Linked DNA regions of Mus musculus: region 1 is linked to region 2. A link is a contact called in public HiChIP or PLAC-seq data. All regions are on one chromosome and are shown on one strand. The core of a region is the stretch at or near the end of the contact, and the rest is flanking DNA. Distances in the headings are between cores, read along the strand shown.

What was found. HiChIP or PLAC-seq counts read pairs in DNA pulled down with a chosen protein or histone mark.
Region 1: a contact with region 2 is called in a BATF HiChIP or PLAC-seq map of CD8 T cells, with 6 read pairs. The contact joins two enhancer-like sites. A contact is called at or near these places in 1 of 484 Hi-C or Micro-C datasets (bone marrow-derived macrophages) and 3 of 115 datasets of contacts at active chromatin or transcription factors (CD8 T cells, bone marrow-derived macrophages and memory CD8 T cells).

What each region holds. Positions count from the first base shown.
Region 1 is chr2:61,509,042-61,515,765 of GRCm38.p6, reverse strand. No RefSeq gene overlaps it. Among named protein-coding and RNA genes, the nearest start is that of Gm33841, 21 kb to the left of the region's middle. Within about 2 kb of position 1,580, at least 87 of the 459 cell types and tissues checked have an H3K27ac peak or open chromatin away from gene starts, as enhancers often do. A contact at or near this core is called in CD8 T cells and memory CD8 T cells, where this site is marked.
Region 2 is chr2:60,868,413-60,875,220 of GRCm38.p6, reverse strand. The region is part of intron 1 of Rbms1 (RNA binding motif, single stranded interacting protein 1); the gene reads left to right. Among named protein-coding and RNA genes, the nearest start is that of Rbms1, 9.6 kb to the left of the region's middle. Within about 2 kb of position 4,565, at least 124 of the 459 cell types and tissues checked have an H3K27ac peak or open chromatin away from gene starts, as enhancers often do. A contact at or near this core is called in CD8 T cells and memory CD8 T cells, where this site is marked.

The DNA.
Region 1 (6,724 bases), core at 331-2,830, 640 kb before region 2:
CAGTGTGCTCCTTCTCTTGTACTTTCTACATCAAGTCACAAACACTCTGGAAGGAAGTGAGATTGGCAACTGAGTGTTGTCTCTGGGCACATTCTATCTCCACAGTTGAAACACTGAGGTTAAAAACAGTGATCTATAGTTAGACTGACTTTGGCACTTAGACTCTGAGCAGATACTCCAATTTTTTCACAATTCAGGGTTACTATTAGTATCACACAATGTAATGGATACAGAATACAAAGCATAATTACTAGTTCAATGTTTTATTTGATAAGTGGCAGACATTTTTATTATGACAAAGAAGGGTAGAAAAGGGGAAATTTCTAGCAGGGTATGTTGTAAATTGTTTTGTAACTCCTCTGTGTTCAGTGTGTCAGAGAATCTAGCTTTAAGATAATGGTGGGTCCTCTCTTTTTGTCCTGTTATTTAAGATGAATATTTCAGACAAAGGGCATGGCCAGGAGCCCTTCACCTCACCAGCTGCTGCACAGTCAATGAGAAATCACACCTGAAGGGACAGGGTGTGTTAAAGCCAAAGCTGGTAAAAAGATAAAAATTAACATTATGCCAAAAACACAGTGGATCTATGAAAAAAACAAAACAAAACAAACAAACAAACAAACAAAACCTCCAAACACTGGGAGATGAAAATGGTTTGGAATCTTCAGTGGAATGAAAAGAACCACTGCTTTCATGAACCAGTAGAAAGTTGGTTAATTACTTTCATTTAGGGAGAGTCTGGAACCTTATTGGGCTTCCTTATCTCTGCCCTGCATGCTACCATCATTCTGGTGACTCTTATCTGAAATGCCTTCTAACTGTGGGCTGAATTGTATATCCCCAAATCCATGTGCTGAAGTCCCAACTTATGGTAAGCGTGTGTCTCAGCAATTCAGGCAGGGGTTAGTTTTAGGTGGAACCTTCTAAAGCTAACTAAAGTTAAGTGAAGTTATTGTGGTTTTCCTATGAACTGAATATTGAATGTGTCTAGATTCATTATAAGAGCAGACACACACACACGCTCACAGAGCAAAGACCGTGAGAAGGCAGGGAGAATATGATCTCCTCTAGGCCAAGGACATTAGCCTCAAGTCAAGCCTGTTGGCATGTATGAGAAAACACATTTCTATTGTTTAAGTGAGCATCTTACTACAGAAGCCAAGTAAGGTACCATCCGTTTGCCTGATTCCTTGGTCTACTTCCTCATTTCCAGAGATAACCCCTTTTACCGGCATGATACCCTAAAGTTGTCATAATCTATGTCTACCTGCCATCTTATGAAGCTTACGTTAAAATCTGAACTGTTTAGCTCTCTCCTATGATAGTTAAGTTGTCCTGCAGCACTGCACAGCTATCATTGTGTCCCAACCACATTCCCGGGCCTTCTTCCCTTCCTCGCCTTTAAACATCCCTGCTCTCTTTCCTCCCGATGGAGTCGTATGGGTTACCACTTCACCCTCTGTCTTATCAATATTTCTAACTTCTCTTTCCTCCCACACGTGGAGGCCTTTCAGAGCCCCACCCAGCTGTCTGTCTTCCCTGCCCACACAGCATTTTGGGTGCTGCTGGAGGAAACCACACAGCCACATCACATGTCCCGAACCGTAGTCAGCTCGCAGAGGCCCTCAGTGCTGTTCTGGCGTCTTTCTCTATACAATGAATAGCTCAAACTTCCTCTACCCTCATCTTTAAAATGTAGACTTCACAACATACACCCTTGTTAACCAGCAAACGAGCTCATTTCCTTGTTGGCAGAGAAAAGTGAGGTCGAGAGAGAGAGAGAGAGAGAGAGAGAGAGAGAGAGAGAGAGAGGAGACTTCCCAAAAATTCTGTTAACCAACATTTAATTTTTCTTCCCGTTTTGCATTTTTCTTCTGGTAGCCAACCTCAACATTTGTCACCTTCTAATAATGCCTTGACTCATTGGCATTCAATCAATCCAAGACTCTTTCTCTTCTTTGGTTTTCTATCAAGTTTAACAACTCTCCTTTCTCCATTGTTTATGGCTTTTTCTCTCCTTGTAAACAGTCTCATGATGCCCCAGAAGTGCTCCCTACAGCTTAAACATATTGTTCTATGGATCCTTTATATAAATAAAAAAAAAATCTTTAGGCATCTTACTCATGTGTGACATATAAAAAAGTTGATCTCATAGAAGTTGGAATGGAGTGGTGCCATCTCACCCGCCTTTGTCCATTATTATAGGACGAAATATCATAACGTATATAAAACGCTTATATTAACACCTGAGAATATAGTATGTATTAAATAGAACTACTTTTCACATTTCTTTTTTTTTTTAAGAGTTTTTTTTTTAAGTGCATCTTGTTTGTGTGTGGATGTGCATGTGGGTGCAGGTACCTGAGGAGGTTGGAGAAGTTTGATCCTGTGGAGCTGAAGTTATAGGCAGTTATGAACTGCCGGGTATGGGTGGTAGGAACCAAGCTGCCTTCCTCTGCAGAGGCTGCATGTGGCCTTAACCATGGAGGCATCTCTATCTCTTCTTTCTTGTATTTCTTTAACCATGAAACACTGATGATGAGCGAATCTAGTGAAATCACTGTTAAGTCTCTCCCGCAGAATTCATACAAAACACCTGCTCCTTTGTGCAATGAATCTCAGCATTGTTACAACAGGTACAGCTCTGGCTGGGAAGGGGGATTCCTGCCCGGGGCTGTAAAGGATCTTTTGCATCACACACAATAGATTTGAGCACGAGTGCCTCTGACATTTAGTAACTTTAAACACTTATTTTCTTGATTAATTCAACCTCAGAAAAGTAGGCTGCAAATTCTCTTTGATATCCTCAAAACAAAAGCCAAAAACATTTGTGTGTGTATGTGTGCGCGTGTGTGTGTCTGTGTGTGCGTGTGCATATGTCACTATGTATTTAAATTCAGAAAGAGAGAAAAAATGTCAATTGTTCAAATGACAAAAAGGTGTGTGGGTTGAGTCACTCTGGATACTAATGACACATACTACTTAGAATCCAGGTGATAATTTAAACAGTGGAAACACCTAGATGAGTGAAAACACAAAGATGTGAACTTGTCAAACCCTTCCTTTTAATTAGCATGAACAAGCAGATTCGTTATGGTGAAATGCCTTAGAAGTATTGTCCGTTTTCTTGCTTCCTTTCATACTCTGATATGTGGTCCAGGGGTATACTCACAAACTGGTATAATGTTCACAGTAGTTACACAGGGATGTGGAGGTTGGATTTTAAATAGTTCATATTACTCACATTTGAAAAGGCTGAACACCCCTGATATAAAACTTAAAACTTAAAAATGCTCTAAAATCTGAAATTTTAGCACTGACGTGACATGACAGTTGCGAAATCCTTCATATTGTCTCACGTGACAATAAAATAAAAATGAAGGCATATCTTGATATGAGGGTTTGTGCTTATTCCTGTTGTTACTTGTTATGACGTGCTCAGTTGCTATGCCTGGGAGGACTTAGAAAAAGGAACTCCTTTTTAAGGGGAATGCAGAAGCAGAGGATCTGGGAAACGGGGAAGCATGTGGGGGCAGCTGGGGGCAGTGGAAGGAGGAGAAACTATGGTCAGACGAAATGTATGAGGGAAGAGTCGATTTTAAAAGTGCAGACACACTAAAAATATCGTAATGGCCTGGCAAGTTAGCTCAGTGGGTAAAATCTCTTGCTGTCAAACCTGGTGACCTGAGTTCAGCTTCTGTGATCTACATGATAGGAAGAAAGAACTCATCCCAGCAGGTTGCCCTCTGACCTCTATATCTGCATCAAACATAAGTACACATGTACTCACAAATAAATTAATTTGAAAAGCATATGAAATTATTTTCAGGCTATGTGCATAAAATATACATGAAACATAAATGAATTTTGTGTTTTGACCTGTGTCCCAGGCCCATAATATATTATTATAAGTATATGTTATATATTATAAGCATATATAAATGAATATTTCAAAATGTGAAAAAACTCAGAAACACTTCTGGCTCTGAGCATTTTGAACAAGGAATACTCAACCTGTATGAATGCAGATCTAAGCTTCAAACACATACATTTTTTTACATTGTTAAATAGACTTAGTATTGCTTTAAGGAATAGTGGAAGCTGTAGCACAAAAATATAGTGATATAAAGTATAAATGTCAATATCATATCTGCAATAACAATACAAATTTATTATATATCACTATAATATTATAACATGGAATGTATATATTATTTATTTCTAAATTCTATTATGGCATTAGTCAAATTATGTTCTATTTCCTCAGCAGAAAAAAAGTCTTCAAACTGAGATTAAAATCTACTCAAAAATAGTAATAAATCAAGGTTTGTTTACTTGACATTTTTGTTAATAAAGCATAAATAATATGAAAATCTTGACTATGTCATTATTAGTGATTATACTGAAATTGAAGCAACAGGGCAAGTTCTATAGAGCAAACATAATAATTTATAAGCCATAGAGCTTTACTTCTTAACCAAATATTACTGGTCTTTGTATAGATACATATATTAATAGAATTCATTTGTTTTATTTAGTGACACTTCAAATGACCCATAAATCTTTTCCCTCACTTAAACACTATTAAACTTACTATGAGAGTGTATTTGAGAAAACAGAAAATAGAATATATGTTTGCCTTGCTTTCTACTTTTAAAATAATTGGACATTGAATATGGGTGTGTGGGATCTGATTTGTGTTGCTGCTCTGGATCCTAAAACTTTGAGATAAACCTGAGGTCAAGGCCTGAAATTGTGAATTTCAATACATAAATGTAAAAATATGTCAAATAAATAAGACAATAATGCATCTCAAGTTCTTAGAAAAACAGAATAATCTATAACAAAAGGTAATAGATGATAAATAATAAATATCAGAGGAAAAATTAATGAAATGCAGTTTTGAAAGAAAAATACAAAAATTGAATCAAAATGAGCTGGTTCTTTCAAAAATAAATAAGACTCCTAGCCTAAAAGAGAGAAGATCCCAATAACTAAGATTAAAGGTAAAAAAAAAATGAAACATTATTACAAATGTCAATAAAATACAGAGAACTATTAGGAGAATATTTTGAAAACTTAAATTATAAAGAGACCAGGAAGCCTAGAAGCAATTTAGAAAAATTTCAACAGGATCCCAGCCCATAACTACACAGAGGCCCAGTGTTTTACAGGAGGCCCTACCAGTATCCAGAGACCAAGGCAAGACTACCCGCAGACATCTCAAGCTTCCTCAGAGCCTGCTCAGCTTCCCCAATATCACCCCTCATCTTCACACCCTAGTCCACAATTCTGGCAGAAGCCCACTGCTCTAGCAGAGGACACATCAATACGCCACATGCACCCAATAATGGAGACACCTTACTGGACCTGAGGACTTGAAGGTCACCAGAACTATAAGCCACTCAGGCCAGAAGACCAGAAAGGAATCAGAAACCAAGGGGAAAACATCTATCCAACAAAGATAAACTCAGAAATTGGTACCTAAACCTATAATTATCCCAAATCCAGGTACTTAGAGGCCAGCATAAGAACACAATCAACAATAGCCTTGGCAACATGGTATCACCGGAACTTAACTATCCTACTACAGCAAGCTCTGGACATTCCAACACAGCTGAAACACAAGTAAATAACCTTAAAACCAACCTTATGAAGGTGATAGAAGACCTTAAAGAGGAAACAATAAATACCTTTTGAAAATCCAGAAACATGCAGACAAACAGGTGAAGGAAATGAGTAAAACTGTTCAAGACCTGAAAATGGAAATAAAAGCAATAAAGAAAACATAAAGTGAAGGAATCATGAAGATGGAAAATCTAGGTAAGTGAACAGGAGCTACAGATACAAGCATCACCAACAGAATACACGATATGGAAGAAAGAATCTGACGTGTTAAAGACACAAAAGAAGAAATAGATGTATTGGTCAAAGAAATGTTAAATCTAAAAAGTTTCTGACACAAAACCATCCAGAAAATCTGCATCAGTATGAAAACACCAAATCTAAGAATAATGGAAATAGAAAAAGGAGATTCCCAGATAAAAAGCCCAGAAAATATTTTCAACAAAATCATAGAAGAAAATTTCCTTAACCTAAAGAGGAAACTACCTACAAAGGTACAAGATGATTACAGAACACGAAACAGATTGGACTAGAAAAGAAAGTCCTCCGACCACATAATAATCAAAACACTAAACATACAGAACAAAGAAAGAATATTAATATCTGCAAAAAAAAAAAAAGGTCAAGTAACATATAAAGACAGACCTATTAGAATGATGCCCAGCTTCTCAACATAGACTCTAAAGCCAGAAGGGCCTGAATAGATGTCTTGCAGGCTTCAAGGGACCATAGACGCCTATTCAGATTACTATACCCAGCAAAATTTTCAATCACCATCCATGAAACAAACAAACAAACAAACCTAAGATTTCCATAGCAAAGTCAAATTAAAAAAAAAATCTATCCATAAATCCAGATATACAGAAGGTACTAGAAGGAAAAATCCTACCCAAAAAGAGTAGCTGCACCCATTAAAACACAGGACATAATAACTTCACAGCAGCAAAACCATAAGATCTGAAACACACATGCATGCACACACATGCACACACACACACACACACACACACACACACACACACACACACACTCATATCACTATTACTACTACCAACAACAAATTAACAGAAATTAACAATCATTAATCATTAATATATCT
Region 2 (6,808 bases), core at 3,316-5,815:
GGAAGGAAATGTTCAAAAGGCAGCAGCGCATTGCTGCTTCTGTCGTAGAACACGCATGCCTGGCTTCCCCTCTTAGCTCTTTACACTGTCCTTCAGCCTTTCCGTCACTTGGACCACAGAGGATACAAGGAGGGAGGAGTTCTTGGGTTATCAATTTTCTTTTTTAAAGTGAAAACTCTTGAAATGGCAGTTATCTTTAGTTTCTCAACATTGGCGAAATACTAAAGAATTCCTTCATGTTGAGAATGTCCAGCAGCAGTATAGGGCTGACCTCCAGGGTGCATACCTGCAGTCCCAGCTGCTGTGTAGGACACTCAGGGTCGGGCTGGGCAGCAGAGTAAAAAGGACCTCCTCGGCCCCCCTCCCCCACTCATACACACAGCACTGTATTTCTTATGCACATACATACACACAACACTGTTGTGTCTCATGCAAATGCACACGCACACATGCACATACACTCAGAAACTCATACACACAGCACCGTTTTTCATGCACATATATACACACATGCTCATACACACAACGCTTTTGTTTCATACACACATAAACACACACACAGAGCCTGTTTCTCTCTCTTCCTGGGTTTCAGTGTTAAGGTGTGATTCTTGCTATTTCTGATTCTCTACCTTAAAAACAAAATCCTGTGCCACCTTTTTGGAATTTATTTTATATATATATATGTGTGTGTGTGTGTAGCAACATTAGATTTCCTTCTTTTGAACATACCACCTGAACTTTAAAAGAAAAAAAAAAAAAACAAATTTAAGGACCTAATTTACATGCATGAATTAGTGTAGGCGAGATGCAGCCAAATACGTGAAATTTCCTATTTTAGGTCACTGTTCTAGCTTGGTTTCTGTTGCCGTGTTAAACACTAGGACTAGAAGCAATTTGGAGGAAGAAGTTTATTTAACTTATACTTCTATGTCAATGTCTGTCCCTGAGGGGAGTCAGGATAGAACTCAAACTAGGAACTTTGGTTCAGGAATTGAAGCAGAGATGGTGGAGGAACACTACTTACTGGCTTACTTAATTCAGCTTGGTTGCCCCTGCCTAGGGGTGGCACTGCCCACAGTGGACCATATCAGTCACTAGTCAAGAAAAGAGCCCACAGACATGCCCACCAGCCAATCCCATGCAGGCAGTTCCTCAATTGTGGTTCCTTTCTCCAAAAGACTGTAGTTAGTTTGTGTCAAGTTGACAAAACTAATCAGTATAGTTACTTTATAGAATGGCTTTTAATAGAAAGGGCGGAGAAATGCAACCGTTTTATGGACAGATAAGTGTCCCACACATTGAATGGCTGTATTACACGGGACAAATCCAAGCTGTTCCGCTTCTGTCACATTCCTCTGGTTGTAATTTATTTTGACTAGTCCTGATGGTCTTCATTGGGAACTTCCTTTGCTGCTTTTTTCAAAGTGTAGCATGGTGGGAGGTGCAACTTCCGAGAGGCGAGTTTTATGTATAGTGAAGTAGAGAGGATGTCTGTAAGCAGTAGAGGACAGATCAGTTCAGCACTATAGAAGCACTTCCCGAGATGTAACCTAGGAGAGTTTCAGTGGCTAGGGGTCTTTGATAAGAGCTGCAGAGGCTCTAAGGCTTGAGGAAGGGCTGGGGGAAATGGTTAGAGTAAGAGAAAACACAGAGTTACTGTGTTAGCTATTTTACTTCACTCCTCTGTGCTCATCCTTAGGTCGCTTGGCCATATCTTTGCAAGTACTATAATTTTGATGCTGTGTGGGCTGGACAAGTATGTATCCTCATCATTTCACATTTGTCCTCTCCCTTCCTCTTCATATCAGTCCTGTCACCCCACACTTAGGTCCTCTGTTCTTTGGCCTCCTATGAGGAACAGGCTATAAAGCATCATTTCCGTGGGGCGGTAGTGCTGCATGCCTTTAGTCCCAGCACTTGGGAGGCAGAGGCAGGCGACTCTCTTGAGTTAAAAGGGAAAAAAACAACAAGAACAAAAACAAAAAGCCCCACATCATTTTGGTTTGAGACTAGTAAGTTCAACCATTCCTATTCACCTGCTCTAGAGAGCACTTTGTATCTGTTTCCTGGTCTCAATTTTACAGGTCAAACTATCCACAAACTCAAGCAGAGTTCGGTTTTTCAGTTTCAGGGCAACTCAAAAGGGTTGTGTTAGTTACTGGATGTGTGGCGTAAGTTAAATGGTTTTCTAAATAGACATAAGTCCTAGGAAGTAAAGAGCTGGTCCCGGAAGGTTCCGAGAGTGCTGAGAGCCCACCTGTTGAAATAGCTAAGGGATAGTTAGGACCCAAAAGAAAACAATTCAGTTTTTTCGTCGGCAGAGTTATACAGATGACAGACAGTACTCAAGCCCCTGAATTGGCGCTTCAAATGTTATGCTTATTGATGGATGTCCTCCCACAGGTTTTGCACGGATGTGAAAGCTCTAAGACAAAGGCAGTGTTGAGGCGGGATGTTGGCTGCATGGTACCTGCATTTCATTTCAAGTAGATGCTGAATTACAGTCCAGGCTTTGAAGATGGAGGAGACAGGTTTTACTGGGGGACCAGTAAGTGATTGAGGTTAGCAGGATGCAGGGCAGAGGTTGAAAGGCAGAGAGCTATGAGATCACGCTTATTAAAATAGACCAGAGCAGAGCCTGGGCTTAGAAGGTGCCATGATTGAAGGAGAGGTGTCAAATACAGTCGTGCCAATGGGCTGGAGTGGCTATTAACAGACTGCTTGAGAGTAAAGGGTTTCAAGCAGAGGTCCCAGGTTTTAGTCTTGGTTAGGAGGTTGAAAAGCTAAGGTAGCTTGCTTGCTTATCAGTGGGCTAAGTGATAAGGTCAGCTCAGCTGGTCTATTACAGAGATTTTCTACATTTTTTACATGTTATAATAAGGAGGGGTAGGATTGCTAAATTCTGTGGCTGACATTCTGTCCAGACACCAGGAATGCCAAACGTCCTGCTGAGTTCACAGCAGTTTCTTGAAGGGAAATATCCAGTTTTTAATGTGTCTTTGTACTTCAAGGTAAGAACTGAAGTGGGCTGTATACATTTCTGTGCTTCTGTGAGGGTTGCCTTCAAGCCAGCGTGAAGGCTGCCTCACATGGGTGCATAGATTTATTCTTTTATGGTCACGTGATATTCTCCAGTGTGGAAAACATATTCTGCCAATGTTTTTACTTAAAGTTTTTGTGTTTGTTTGTTTGTTTGCTTGGTGTGTGTGTGTGTGTGTGTGTGTGTGTGTGTGAGTGTATGTGAGTGTATGTGATCTCCTCCTACCATGTTGGTCCCAGGGATCCAACTCAGGTAATCAGGTTTGGCAGCAAGTATCTTTTCCCACTGGGCCATCTCAAAAGCCTCAAATGTGTTTGGTTGTTGTTTGTTTGTTTTGGTCATTGTTATGTCACTGAAGACCAGGCTGACTAGAGAGCCTCCTGTTGCATTTATGAAATAAGAAAGGCCCAGAAGCTCGGTGTGGTGGTGCGCACCTTTAATGCCAATACTGGGGAGGGAGGTGGACCTCTTGTGTTTGAGGACAGCCTGGTCTACAGAGAGAGTTCTAGGACATCCAGGACTACACAGAGAAATCCCTTCTTGAAAGACAGAAACAACAAACAACCAAAAGTGCCACAGGTTAAAGCATCTCCCAGCAGCCAGCTCATCCTCACATAAGAGAAAGAAGCCCAGGGAAGGCCAGAGTGTTTGCCCTGACCATTTTAACTTGGCCCCACCGCTTGTGATCTCAAGTTTGTTCAGAAGGCCATTATAATATAGAACTGAAGCCTAGGGAGAGAAGTCTTGGGAGTAAGAGAAGATATTCCAGGGAGCAGGGTGTCAAAGGGGGGGGGGGTGGTGGAGCGTAAGTTCTAACCATCCAGGAAGGAGCAGGCTGGGCCTTTGACACAGTAGGTGACAGAAATACCAGAACTCTGAAAGAATGCGGAGCCTCGGCAGCTCTTGCAAGGAGAGCTTGTTGGCTCCAGTAAAGGATGCCCAGAGGTCATGGAAGACAAAGGCTGGTGAAAGGCAGCTGGAATTGTCTGTTGAGAGGTCACGATGTGTGTCTGTGGGTCTGAGGTTTCCACAGAACACTGTGTGTGCAATGGGGCAGGAGGAGTGAGCAGGAGGAAGCACATTCCAGAAGGTTTAAAGAAGAGATGAGTGAGGAGGGAGTGTCTTTCGGAAAGTCAAGCACCAGAAGAAAAAGAGAGTCCCTCCCAGTTGAAGAGTGACAGCCCTGACTGTTTTAATCTGTTGGAGGTCCTTTCAAGAGCTGGTGGGGGTAGGCTTTGCTCTTAAGAGCCACTGAGGCAAGTGTTAGCCCTATATTGGAAGGAGCCAGATGTGAGAATGTCAGAGCCAGCTAGGGTTAGTTGTGACACTGAGGTGTCAGTGGGGTGTTGGGTGTTTAGTTCCTAGAGACCAGACGGGAGACCATCAGAGACGGAACTGCAGTCTCAAGGAGTCCTGACAGGAGGCTTTAGAGTTCTTGGGAAATTGGTGAGCACCAAAACAGATGAAGAAAGGATGAGTAAGTGGGGGGAGGGCAGGGCGGAGGGGAGCTGGGAGGGGAGCTGGGAGGGCCAGCTGTCTGAGTCAGCCAGACACTGAGATCTTCAGCAGTCAGTGGGCTGGGTTCTGAGGAATGGGTTAGTGTGGTGTTTGTCATTGGTAAAGTGAGAACTGTATAAAACTTGAGCATTGATTGTTAGGCGTGCTGGAGGAGGTAGATAACTCAGGGAGGCCAGACATGTTCAGAATAAGGAGCCTGGCAGCTCCCTTCAGATGCAAAGAAAAGTCTGGGGGGTGAAAAAGAGAAAAAATAAAACTGTCATTTCAGTAACATAGTTTTTAAAATAAAATATGTTTTAACTATATTCTTTCCCTCTCCCCAACTCCTCCCCACCTAACTTCAAAACAAGGAAAACAAAACAGTAAAATTAAAACCAATTAAAAAGAAGAAAACAAGACAAAAATACTAAAACACAACAAAAGAGGCACACTAAAAAACAAACAAGAGTCTAAGGAGCCCTTTCATGCTGACCAAGTGCTGTTAGGCATGGGGCCTGCCCTGAAGTATGGTTGACAAGCAGGGTCAAAACTGACAGTGTAGTAATAGTAAGACTATCACACCCTAGGTCTCCAGCGTGGGAATCATGGTACAAACCCTGATCTTGCCTGGTGGCCTTGTTGGAGTAGATGAAAGAACAGTACTGTCTTCCTTGTACAGGCAGAGGACGTGGGTGGCCTCTACTATCCTGTTGCTTCTCTTATAGTAGTTTTAGAATGAATCAAGTTCTGTTATATTTTCCCCATTTTTAAAGTGATCCTATTTTTCTCTCGCAGCCTCCCAAGTCCAGGAATTCTAGGCCTACACCATCATACACAGCACCCAGTCTTGTTTCATAGAGAATGAACCACAAACTGATTATTGTGGGTTTTTTTTTTTTTAACCTGACCCTTTACTTCAGTTTAAGAAATTTCACTGACACTGTTTGAAAGCATCCCAAGTTGCTTTGAAAGACAAGATGTGGAGATAGTTGGCTTTCAACAAACTCATTAGTTGTATGGTTGTGAGGACATTTCTTAACATTTCTTAGGTCTTCCTTTTCTCAACACAAAAATTCACGAGAATGGCTACTTGACATTCTTGAGGTGGAAGGGGGACTCATGTGTGCCATCTGACACAGCTGCTCTCACTTGTCCCTGCTTCCCTTGTGAGGTGTCCCCTCACAAGTCAGTTTATGTAAACACGTGTGGAGGCTGTGTAATCCTAACAGTGGAAGGAACTGTCATCATTCCGATCATTGTCAGAAAATGTGAGGAAAGGCTAAAACCATTCAGCCCTCACTGGAGAATTTATACACCGGTGTTGTGCCGGCACTGCCCAGACCTGTGAACAGTGCAGAGATGCTAAGGGCTCTTGAGTGGATGCTCCACAGTTAGGCATTTTGATATCTGGTTCTAAGCTCCTGAACTTTGTTACTTAAAGCTGCTTCCCAGTTGTGTTCACTGAGATTTTCTCATTCTATGAAATGTTGAACGTGTTCCAGGAATTAAGATACTCAGTGTTGAGAAAGTTGGCGGTATCACGCGCTGCTTAGCGTAGCTGAGGAGAAGTTTTTGAACTTCTGCAAGTGAAAATATTTATCCAGTTGTGTATGTATTTCATTCATTTTCTGGAATTACTTGATCGTGGGACTCCTTAGTCCTACGTTATTAACAGTATGTTTGAAACAGTTTAAGCAACACTAGCTTTAAAGGAATCTTTACATTTGGCGTTGGAAGGGGTCGTAGAGATTATCTGGCCATGTGTCTGGTTTAATTTCTCCCGAAAGAGCTAACATCCAAAGCCATCCAGGAACGGTGAGGTCTCCCAACTTGGGAAGCTTACCTTTTTGACTCAACCGTGTGAGATCCCGTTTTTTACCATTTTAGTTTCCACTTAGGCTGCATCCTTGCACCACAGCCATCATAATGAACATTAGTAAAGACTGTATTTTTTAAATAATGGTTGAGGGATCTTCAGAATTACTTTCATGAAAGGTGTTTGAAAGCCTCTCTGTGACCAGATTGGTCCTGTGGTGGGCATGTGTTGAGTGAAGCCACTGTAAGTCAGCTTTCATTTCTCTTTTTGCTTTTAATTTCTTTTCTCTTAAGGCTGGTTTCCCCATCTCTTCTATTACTGCTTTTTCAAGCATCTACTAAATCAGGATAACTGTGACTTGGGAAAGCAACCCAGTTTAAAGTACCAGTGATCTGGAAAACCCACACACAATTATTAATGAATATTCTTTTGTTCTCAAGATTAGTTTCGTCTTT